Regions from separate parts of the Lactuca sativa genome. Here region 1 is linked to region 2. The links are chromatin contacts, called in public Hi-C maps. All regions are on one chromosome and are shown on one strand. Each heading gives the region's core, a stretch centred on a gene start, on an enhancer-like site or on the middle of the called end of the contact. The rest is flanking DNA. Distances are from core to core; before and after follow the strand shown.

The links. Hi-C and Micro-C count contacts between places; a contact is called where the count stands out from the background.
Region 1: a Hi-C map of leaf shows a contact between it and region 2, with 6 times the contacts expected there. The contact joins the promoter of LOC111914005 here to the promoter of LOC111914014 in region 2. A contact is called at or near these places in 4 of 4 Hi-C or Micro-C datasets (bud, leaf and seed).

Annotation. Positions count from the first base shown.
Region 1 is chr7:183,715,827-183,722,075 of Lsat_Salinas_v11, forward strand. It overlaps LOC111914005 (zinc finger BED domain-containing protein RICESLEEPER 1), which reads right to left and starts at 2,262. Exons shown (of 5, transcript XM_023909755.3): 1 at 1,984-2,262; 2 at 1,533-1,638; 3 at 1-976. The coding sequence starts at 956. It overlaps LOC111913979 (E3 ubiquitin-protein ligase CCNB1IP1 homolog), which reads right to left. Exons shown (of 10, transcript XM_023909730.2): 8 at 6,191-6,249; 9 at 5,717-5,996; 10 at 5,246-5,591. The coding sequence ends at 5,585.
Region 2 is chr7:183,533,906-183,539,893 of Lsat_Salinas_v11, forward strand. It overlaps LOC111914014 (alpha,alpha-trehalose-phosphate synthase [UDP-forming] 1), which reads right to left and starts at 1,782. Exons shown (of 19, transcript XM_023909770.3): 1 at 1,342-1,782; 2 at 1,160-1,249; 3 at 410-787; 4 at 204-301; 5 at 1-87. The coding sequence starts at 773.

The DNA.
Region 1 (6,249 bases), core at 1,012-3,511, 180 kb after region 2:
TCTGTCATGGGTTTTAGTGATTCCATTGTGTCTTTCATGAGGGATTTTATAAGATGTGAAGAGCATCTGATATCAAACAATTCCCCGTTTTTTAAAACGGGTCGGTTTTGGGAAAACCATTCTTTTATATGGTTGTAAGAGGAAAAATCATCGAGAGTCAACGAGAATAATTTCCGGTCAACGTCCCAATCGATTAAACATTTTATGATTAAATCAGATAACGAGTCTTCTGTTTGTGAAGATTCCAAAGTTAGAAAATTTAGAATCTTTTTCTGCAGCTTCCATTGATCATCGATGTAATTCGCTGTTAAGCTTACGTATTCGGTGTTTTCCGGCGACCACCACATTCCGGCGGAAACACTGATTCTCCCGGGGAGATTCCGGAGGATTTCAAACACTTTTTGTCGTTCTTTCGCGTAAATTGTTAAACAATCGGATTCGATTACACTGGTTGTCATAACTTCAAACATTGGTTGAAGATTTTTAACAAAAATCTTGAATCCAACATGCTCAACCATGGTAGGGGGGTAATCATGGAGCATGATCATACGGGCTAAGTCAAACCGGCTTCTTTCTTGGTCAAACTTGACACTTCCGAGGTTGACTGTTTCTTCCATCTTTGGTTCTTGGTCAAACTTGTATGCAATTGGGATTGGGTTGTCTTCTTTTCTTTGTACATCTTCATAGTTGACATTTGCAATGCTGACTGTATCATCTTTTCTTTTTCTTTTTGCAGCGAGTATTTGTGACACATCAAAATTGGATCTTTTTAAACATCGCATTAAATGGTTTCTTAAATGAGTGGTGCCACTGTTGCTTGATCCACTTAGTTTTTTTTGACAGTGTACACAAACTGCATAACATGCATCAGCTTTTCTCACCCTTTCAAAGTGGTTCCATACAACGGATGTTAATCTTTTTGGTTTCTTGGCAGGTGTTTCAGCTTGTATTTCCATCGTATAAACTTGATGAAAACCTATTTGATTGAAAAAAAAAAAAATATATATATATATATATATATATATATATATATATATATATATATATATATATATATATATATATATATATATATAAGAATTAGAAAAAATTGTAGTAGAAAAGGACACAAAATGTGAAAACTAAAGGTGCTCTAATCTCAAAATACACACAAGAATCAAGAAAATCAAAATTGAGATGCAATATGTATTATAAACTGTTCTTGAAATTCATGGCCAACAACCCAAAACTAAGCTTTCCAGAAATGAATGTAACCCTATTCAATTTTTAGTATTTTTTTATAAAGTTTCATGTGCGTTTTACTGAAATTGATGATCCATGAGGTCATTTCGCATCTGAAGTCAAGGTGGGTAGGATAATGAACAGAAAGTATTCGACTTTCAAGCATGATTACAAGAGAAAAACACACTAAAAATGCAAAAAAATAATCCTATATGATGACATCAATTGTTCTTAATTCAATGTTAGTTGTAGGATCTTGCAGTATCAAAGAATTACAAAGCAGAAACAATCAATAACACCATGTTCCAAACCCTTAATTTCTTCGGCTCCCTTCAAATAGATATTTCCACCTCTAAGATTCAGCTATACTTCGATTTTGTAACACAAGTATACTACTTCTCAAACGCAAGAGTGACCCTGATTTCAGTTTTTGCAAAGTTAGGCACGATACTATTATATATTATTCTATTTATAGTACTTATTTTTGAAGAATTATCGTATGTGTTGTTGAAAATATCTAAATCCATATGAATCGAAATCGAAATTCAAAAGCGTAGCTACTCCTATGAAGGATTGGTACTTTCTAAACTAACGAAATTCTCGATGATCGCATCAATACACACAAGACCACAAAAACAAACACCCAAAGTTGCAGATTCTTTGTAAGATGAAAGCAATAGCTCGACATCAGTTATCAAAAATAAGAAAAAAGGTAAACACGGGTGTATTAACCATGAAGAAATAAAGAAGAGAGATTCGCACCTTTTTGCAGCGGGTTTGTTTTTGTATGTTTTAAATGTTCTCGGTGTTCGTGTATCCCAGAGTCCGATTGGATGATCCGGGAAGATTATGTAGGGTTAGGGTTCGTTTTGTCCATGGGGTTGGAAGGAATTGGAAAGAGGATCTGGATGCGACTGAGAACCCGAAGAAAACCCCCGATTTGGGAGGTGGATGAGATCGAATTGGGTCGTGATTTGGGTTTTGTTTGGTGGGTTAGGTTTCTGGTTTCCCGAATCTTTTGGGATGGGGTGTAATGGGTTTGCGGTTGTGATTGCTGGATAGTGGATCCTATTCCGGAGTATGTGCCAAGTTTTTTATTTTTCTTTTCTTTTTATTTATTTATTTTTTATGGTGGAGGATTTCTCATACAAAGTCATTAGAATAAGATCCCCATAATTCCACTTCTTTAAAATTGAATTCAAGAAATATTTTCTTGATTAATATAACAAATAGGTTGGTGTATTAAAAAATAAATTTGGTAATAACGATCATGAAATGTGATGGCATGATGATATTTAAATGGCAAAAAGTTCAACATATCTTTTTTGTAGTGATTTGTTTTGAGGGTGAGATTTAGATTAGAAGTTTTTACAAGAGTTTGTTGCATATCTTGTTTGATATTCCTCCGCACACTAAAATGACATATTGACGTCTTTGAACTAACAAAGATGTGTCCCGATGACAAATTTTTCTTGATATTGAGAAAACCCTAGATAATTAGGTTGTTTTTTGAATCAAATATTAGTTGCTAATGTGAGATCGAATTTCATCGTGTAGGGTTCAACCCAATGCATATTATGTATTGTTATTTATTGGCTTGTATTTGTCAATTGCAATCAGGCGAGTTATCATACTTACAAATAAGGGTCGAATCTGAGCATGCAATTCGATCGGCGAAGACAAGGACCATGTCAAAACCAAAAGCCCAAGAAGAAAGAACGTTCATAAAGATATATCCTACAATCCGACAGAGGGTTTAGACTTCTATCAGTTCATCAATTTTGCATATATATTTACAAATAAACTACCTCCGTATCTATTTTTGGACTTTTAAAGATGGTTTGAGTATACATGAACCTCCGACTCAAATTAAGGGGGTGTGTTAAAGTAAAATTAATAGTTGTTCTGCATCCATGTATATAGTTGTAGCCCCTTTTGTAATATATTGTACTATTTATACCTTGAGCATTGCAATACAAAACCTACTATGATTTCCATATTCCAAAAGTTCTTGTGGTTGGGATTAGAGGTGCACATTAGTTGGTTAAAACCGAAACAAATCTTTTAAAAACTAATTGGTTTTTAATCGGTTCTAGTTAAAACTTAACATGTTTTGATTGGTTTTTTGGGCTTCAAGTGGATAAGTAGTCAAGTTTTGGTTGTGGATTAACTTGTGTTTTAAAAATTGGTTTCGATTAAACCTATAAAGAAAACCTTTTATTCAAAATTTACCTCAACCAAATAATACTTGTATTATATTTGATTTTAAAATGAAAATAATAAAACATCATAGCTTGGACTTTGAATTACATAAAAACATAAATGTCGAAACCGAGAATATTATCAATTATAGTCTTGAAATTGGTTGTCTTCGTATAATCGAATATTTTTAATGTGGTAACTCTTCAAATTCACCATCATCTACTTCGGTCATTGGAGTTGATATTCCATGTGCAATCTTTTATTCTAGGACGAACTTTTTGATGGTGGTAAAAGTGGTCGTTCAAATTGAACGTAATTTTGTATCCTTTCAATGTCTTTTAAGTAATTCTTCAAGCAAATACACGATTGAAAGGTGAGTCGTAACCTTCGTTCCGATATGACCTTGTCATGAAGAGAAAAAAAATTAAAGCTATTGTGGAAGGTTAGACAGCTAGTAAATTACAAACCATAACGGTGTCAGGAATTATGGTTCCATTCTCTCCACCAAGCCAAGATGTCAAGGTTGTGGAATTTGTTGAGCGAAACGTTAGTTAAAAATTTTGGTGCCATATAGGTGCCTAATTTGTTACTTGTGGTTGAAGTTCGTTGGTAAAGTATTCATCCTCCGTCAAAGTGTTATAAAATTAAAAGAATTGTAGGGTAGTAAACACATGATAATAAAGTTGTTTCCTTAAAAACTTGTAGAAATTGGTTAATTCATGGAGTAGAACCCAATCCGAATATCCGATTCGAGGGTTGAAACATATCAGTGTTTTTCCACAAGTATTTCATTAAAAACATTTATCGTAAATTTTTGTTATAAAATACTTTCAAACATAACACAAATATGGGGTTGGCTAAAAAGACATCTCATTTTACCATTTAGACAACCTTAATTAATTTTTGAAATACTTTTATTTGTTGAAATTGCATTATTTTCCAAAAAAATTGATTACAAGTAGTTGATTGTAGGTTGACTTTTTATAAAAGTGATGATAGGGTGTCTAAGGGGTATCTTATTAGCAGCATCCCACAAATATAACATTCACCTAGAATTATTGTCGTAATTAGGGCCCAATCAAGGTTCATTTCACCAGTGAAAAAAACAAAATTTTGCTTGTCGTTCGTTACTTAAAGCATAAATCGTATTTAGTAAACCTTTAAATTTTGTACCAAAATTTTCGCAAACTTATAGCCCGGCTTGCACGGTTATATTAATAATATGTGCAACATACATGGTATGGAAAATCGTCATCTAAAATAGGCTTTAGTCGATTGATGACATTTATGTTGTTTGAAGCGTTATCGAAAAAAAAAACAAGAAAAACAAGAAAAACAAAACAAAACTATATTCTAATTTATATTGTAGTTTTCAAAGCATACAATTATTTTGAAAATTTCTTGGGTGGACGTCACAAAATCTTCCTAAGGATAATCCAAGTGAATGCAACTTCATTAGCAAAAAGAAATGATATAAGAAAAAGTTCATATAGAAACCATAAAATATTAAGAACTATAAGAACTGTTAATAGTTTATTGAATATTCTTGTTTGTTTAATTTAATTTTAACACTTGGTTTTTATTTAAATAAAAACACATCAAAGTTAATAATTCTTTATTCAAAGCCGATATTGACATATTTTCAAGTAAAAAAAAATATGTTAAAATATTTAAAAGTTTAATGAAATTCATAGTTTAGTTTTGTAACATAATTTTTGTCTTTAAAATATATATATCATCGATACTGATCTATAACTATTAGAAATTAAAAAAATATTTTTTTTACATGTTTGATTATGTTTTTGGATAAAAACAAAATTACTAAATTGTAAATCATGTCTACTTACACAAGCAGTTCCATCCAAATGGATAAACATTAAAATGGCAGCTATAAGGCAGTTGATAGCAGTTTCAACGTTCTTTCTAATAACAGTAGAAACAATCCCATTTCCGTAGTAGCTACCTATTTTTGCATCATATTCTAGTAACTAAAGGAGTAACAAGTTCTTGAGTGTCTACATACGTTTAATTCCCTACTTTTAAGTGGACCTTTCACCAAGTAAAAATATGTCTGAATGAATATTCAAAAAGATGACTTACAGTAGATTTATTTTATACCCAATTGCATATAGTCGGTTGATCTTCTCTCTTTAAGTGGTATCTATAACCTGTAAACGATAAAAATAAGCCAAGATAACAACAGAGTTAAAACTTAAAAGTTAAAACCAAATGGCATATATTAAGAAAAACTAAAATCATCGATTAAATTAAAACCTAAAAATACGTTACTTACGTGAACAACTGAGGTCGGGTACGAGAGAGTTGAGGCCTTTTCATTGGAGATAATATCAGATTTCTCAATGTCATCGAAGGATTTCCCGCTCCACCAACACCACCACCGCCGCCGCCACCACCACCACCGCCGCCACCAAACATCTGGCGACCAATACTTCTTCTGTTTTCAACTGGATTTACTGAATGTTTCACAGGTGGGCTATTAGAGATGTCGAAGGGCCCACCAGAGTTAGAACTGTTTTGTCTTGTGGTTGCTGGCCATATATCTTCCCGAGGTCCTGGAGTGTCAGGGGTGTAAACCGACCAATCTGCAGCAAATAAGTGAACTAGCATTTCTTGGGCAATACCAAGTAAATGAACCTTTCTATATAGATCTTGTAACCCCAAATTTCAATGTAGTTGGTTTTTTTTTTTTTTTTTTATTTCAGGATAATATTATTGAAATAACTTTTGATAAACAAAATGAGATTACCTTTCCTCATGGGATCTCTGTTATCCATCATGTTAGCAGGACTGGAAAACAGATCAGAA
Region 2 (5,988 bases), core at 532-3,031:
ATGGAAAAGTGGCCATAATATGTTGTTGCAATACCCGTTGTAATATTGATGTACAATTTCTTCATCTAGAAACACCGGTATACACCTCTGCATCAAATATATTTAAGATTACATTTTATGTCATTTTTAATTGAAAAATAAACAAAAAAAGTATAAATGGTTTTGTACTTTTGTAGTTTATACTTTTTTACTTTATACAGTACCTTTTCTGCCAATGCTTTAGTTAGTGCCCTCTGCCCAGGCTCATCTGGGACATTTACACCAGCCCATCCAATCCATTTTGCCTCCACCTCCTTCACACCTTCAATAATTTAAAATAAAAAAAAATTTACATTCAAATTGCATCATAAAATATGTTTTAATGAAGAAAAAAAGAAGGAAATTTAAACTTTTTTTACTAGTAACATACCCAAAAGTGCACTAACAAGGCCACCACCACTAACTTCAAGAGACCAACTTTCTTCACCTCTACGAACAGCAGAAACTGGTAGTCGATTAGCAACGACTAACAGTCGTTGTGTAAAAAGTCCACTATCTGGTTTTTCCCATCTGTCACGTGCAGCGGAGGCTCCTTCAAGATATTGTTCCACAAAGTCATCACCTTCCCTTAATCGCTGTTCATGATCCAAACCTTCATTGCCATTGACATTGCCGTTTCCATTAGCGTCGTTAGAATTTGAAGCTTTGTTGTTCTTTCGTAGCCTTTGTCTCAACAGCCGATCTATTCGACTCGATGGGACTGGTGAATTCGCATTGTAATTATTCCCAGGCATAACCCCAATTTGTTCTAGATCATCATAAAACCAAAAATTGAAGAACGTCAGAATCAAACACCGACTCAATCGATGAAATTGAAGGTTTTTGTAATAAATTAGCGGTTATGTCGTGGATTTGAGGGAGAGAAAGAGGGGAAGAAACAGAAGAATTTGGGTTGCAGATGAGAGAAAAGAGAGGGGAGATGAATAGTAATGAACAGTGTTGTAAGCTTTATAGAGTGTGTGAGTGTCTATGACTCACAGCCATGCAAGAGGTGAGGTGAATCAGCAAAATTCGTTGGGATGATGAGTTTTCATTGATTCAATTAAATACTCATAGACTTTTTTGATACTGATATTAAATGATTTCATTCATTGCTTAGGTCAGTAGAAGAACACGTAACCGAAATGAAGTGGAGCCGATGGTATTTATGATCCTCTTACTCGATTTCTTTTACTTTTATTCTTCATCTTCAACAGTTATCTTCAATCACCTTTCAATCCAAACATAATTTGTAAATGAAACATAAGATCGATATTGATAACAATAACCAAAACCTGCAACTGAATAAACAGATACGTGTACCCATTGCTTTGAATGTTGTACATGTGGCACAAACAGCTGCGTGAAAGAAATCTACCCCAAAATAGACGGTTTGCATCAAGAAAGATGTTCAAAATCACGCCCCTGAACGAATTAGATCGGTAGATTGATTGGATGGACGCCTTAGAGGAAGCATATCGAGTTGGCCGAGATGAAGAACAAAATGAAACCAACAAGCGGTGTTGATTGTTGAAGATGAGAAGATCCAAGGAGGAAGCAGCAGCAGAAGAGAAAATACGAAACCAACCAAGACGATGACGATGAAGATGAAGCTCATCACTACGTTTATCTAATTAAGTTTTGGATATCTTCCTCTATCGAGATGTTAATTTGTTTTAACTTTGTGTGTTTTATAAGATCTGTAAACTTAGATCGTGATAGTAAACGTTTGTAAGCGGTCGCCGTAAGCTTTGTTTGTACGATATTATTATATTAATAAAATTATTTATTAATTTTTAAAAATGTAAAATTATATAAAACTAAAAGTTAAAAGCTCTAAAAATTACTTAAATGATTTTTCTAACATTTTCTTAAAACTCTCAAAAGCTTTCTTTGGCATAATGACTAATTTCTAAATGAACTCGATCTTTAAATTTTAGAGAATCATAGGTTTAAATTTCCAACATTAAAGAGTAAGTACTTGCAATATTATGTCACCTTATGACTAAATATCCATCCGTTTGTCTACATATGAGTGATAATTTTAGAACTAAAACTGTAAATCTAGCTTATCTAATTTGAGATAATGAATAATTTAAGATAATAAATGAAACATCAAAATTATTTGATTTAGTCTAAATAGTTAATTAAAATAATATAATGCCAATGGAAAACATAAAATCTAAATATCAATTATGTTAGTATTTTTAAATATAAATCAATTAAATTTTTTTTCATAGATTAAATAAAGTATCAATAAAAAGTTAAAAGCAAATTATCATTTTATTGATATTCTTTAAATTTTTATAAAATATATAAATATTGCTAGCGATCTTATGATCATGCTCATGATTTTAGGATCTTATAAACAATCTTACAATCATACGCCGATTTTATCCCTAAATCGATCGTGTCAAAATCGAGATTGTTTTTAGAAGGTAGGATTATTGTTATAGCAGCTCTCATAATTTACTGAAAATAATCATTTTAGTTGTCATTATAGTTTCTTGAGCTGGACATGTGCCCCACATAGCTCTTCTATAACTTGATAAGAATCTTGAGCTCTGCTCCATCCTTCACAAAGAATTGATAATGGGAGTGATTAGGCTGTGAGGACACTCGTCACAACCAAACCACTAGCCAACTCAACGTCAAATAGGTATTTTACCATTTTACAACCATCTCACTATGTTGTGAAATGGTGTTCACCGGTAGGTTGGTAGTGAAGGGGCAAAAAGGAGAGAAAAAAAGAGAATATGTGAGGAAAAAATGAAAGAACCAATCAAATGTATGTCTTCCTCTGTCTTCACAACCACTACAAGCCACTCTATAGCCAAACCACTGGTCCACGGGGAGGTGTTCACCGTTGAGTTAGTGTGCCACATAGGAAACTCAAGCATGGGTTAATGGCCACTCCAGATACCTTAAGTGAACGATTATGACGAGCCATATCTTTTTCAAGGGTAAACTATACGTAACAATATGAAAAACAATAACTATACGATGAATACCTTGTGTTTATTATGTTATTATCCTTTTAATTTTTGAAAGTTTAAAATCTTCTTTTTCTTCTTAAGCAAAGGATATGACCATCCAGTGGCGGAATCAAAGACTTTAGGAGTAGAGACACATGCCCCCAATAGCTAAAATTTTTTACATATAAATATTTCAATATTTTTAATTTTACTTTAAAACCTTTTATGTTTTTTGAAAAAAATTCAAAAAGTGCCCCAATAGAAAAAATACATGTTGGAATCGTCATTGTGACCATCATCATCTTCTTTTCGGTTTATCTTAAGTGTAGGCTAGGGATGAGCAGTTTGTACCAAATTCCGATCCCGTACCAGTACCGAACCGAATCAAACCAAATTAAAAAATATGGGATGATATTCGGTACTCCAAAATCACAAAATTATGGATTCGATATTGTACCGAAAACTTGTACCATTCCCGATACCGGTAACGTTAATTCGATACAGTACTCAAGATTGACTTTCGATCAATCTCGGTATTCGGGGAATCCGGAATGGTACCGGTTCCGTCCGACACTCATCCGTAGTTTAGGCTTGATGGAGTGGACTTGCAGTGGTGACATGGAGTTGACGCACACCGCTCCTTGACCTTGGCAAGCCAATCTCCGGAGCGGTTCTCGGCAATGGCACAACGAGTCTCTCTTCTTCTTCCTCTATCCCCCCCCCCCCCCCCCCCCCCCCCCCCCCCCCCGTTTCTTCCTTGCTATGGCTGATGTGGAGTTCGACATCCTCTGCACGACTCCCTTTCAGTCTTATAAAAAACACAAATTGAATTATGAAACTCAGGTTTTCAATCAACCAAGAAAATATGATTTTAAAGGAAAAAAAATCCATGAAATACCATACTCGAAAAAATGGTACCTCGAGAAAATTTTGCTTAAGTTTTTGTCAGAAAATATTATATCATGTTTCGCTGAGTTTTTTCTTTAAGTGATAATTTTGTGATAAATGTTCATAAAATATTATCTGGGCTCCAAATGTTAGTGAATAACTCTACATTTTGTTTTTACTTGAGGCTAATCTTAAAATTATAATTAGAAAAAGATAATGACCAAAATAATATAGAACAATATACATTATTAATACAAGAGAAGAGAAGCATAAGTTTGATTATTACTATTATAAGAAGAAAAACAAAACTTGCAACAAGAAACATAAAAAGCATAGCTTTTAAGTTTAGGAGGTCTATGGTGATTATGTTTCACATATATGGAAATAAATAAATAAATAAAAAGTATCCAAAAACAGTGGTACATTTATTTTTATTTGATTTTTTTTTTATGAAGAGAAAATATCTATACGTTATGATTAGAAAATATTGCGAGGATCAAAAAGACAAAGAATGGTGGCAAGTTGGGGTAATTCGACAGGAACAAAATATGTGTCCTCGGGATTTTGCATTCCAAAACGACAACGCTTTCCCAAATAAGTCGTCTGCCACAAACAAACTGCAGAATACTACAATTCATTGCACGGAATTTTTCACATGCATATTCATAATTTCATATCCCTTAAAAAAATATAATTTTAATTGTATTATATATATGGTAATCAAATATATTCAAAATTAATATTATTAATTAAAATATCTTAATTTACTGTTTTTTGTACGTCATATTTTCCTTTTAATATTTTTTTTTTGTGTGGAGAACTAAAAGCAATATGGAATTAGTGATTAATCGTGTGTATATTAAAGATATTAGGTGTGACACCCATTTATTATAAGGATTAACTATTTTAAAAAAATTAAACATTAAAGTGTAAACGGTTAATAATTTTTAATGTAAAACTTAAAAAAAAAAAAAAAGAAAGAAACGTTTTCATTGCAATTTAATTTCATATATACCATATTTAATACATTATATGTATAAGTGTGTGATTTTAATTTTAAAAAATTGAAACAAACCATAAATTAACAAGTGAATAATATTTATTTTAAAAATACCACAAAATAACAAATGTCAAAACTCATGAGAGATTGACAAGTGTCATTTATTTTCATTTATTATGTAGGATAGTTATATACGATCTTAACCTAATTTATCTATATATTAAAAAAAGGTCATATGTAAAATATCCAAAAGCATTAATATAAAAGAGACCTTTTTTCCTTAATCATTCACTAATCAAACATCCTCCAAACAAACTTTCTGGTTATAGTAGAAAGTTAGAAATATATATATACACAGGTATATCTAAACGAACACTTAAAGTTGATGATCATATATATGATCATGAACTCAAGAATTCTGCATCGTGTTTGAATTTTCTTTTAACTTTTAAGATCCAGAATCCGAAGTATGAATTCAAAACGCATTTCAACAAAACTTAAACGACGCACAGACATACATACATAACACGCTGCATTTTCAGAAAGGTTTCATGATTTCTTCATCCATTTCTGGAAACTCCTAACAATTTGTCATCGGAATTATAGCACTTAATTACTGTTATTCACTGAATTTTTTTTGAAGATGGTGAATTAAGAGTTGATCGGTTTATTTCAGCTGGAATTCGTAATGAATACATGAAAAATAAGCTGACCTTGATTTAGTGTGAATCCACGGCGTTAAGTGCAGCAGTACTTCGATTGACAACCGGAGCTCGAGAAACTGGAGGAGTGAGGGAGGGGGTTTAAGAGTTTTAGTGGTGGAGTGGAGGAGATTAAGTGTGTTCCGCGTCACACTGAGCCAAAGAGTAGAGGGAATCCCAAAAGTAAAAGAAAGAAGCTTTTGCCAAAAGCTGTTTTTGGTGCCTAACCATTTGAAGGCTCTGCTGATCAAATTATATTGTAATTTTTGTAAATTTATAATTTTCCAAAGAATATTCTTTATCTTATTAAAAGACTACAAATAAGAATAAGATAATGAGGATTGGGTTAGTTACTAACATAATTATATGAATATACACAATAACAATAATATACTAACATCTTCTC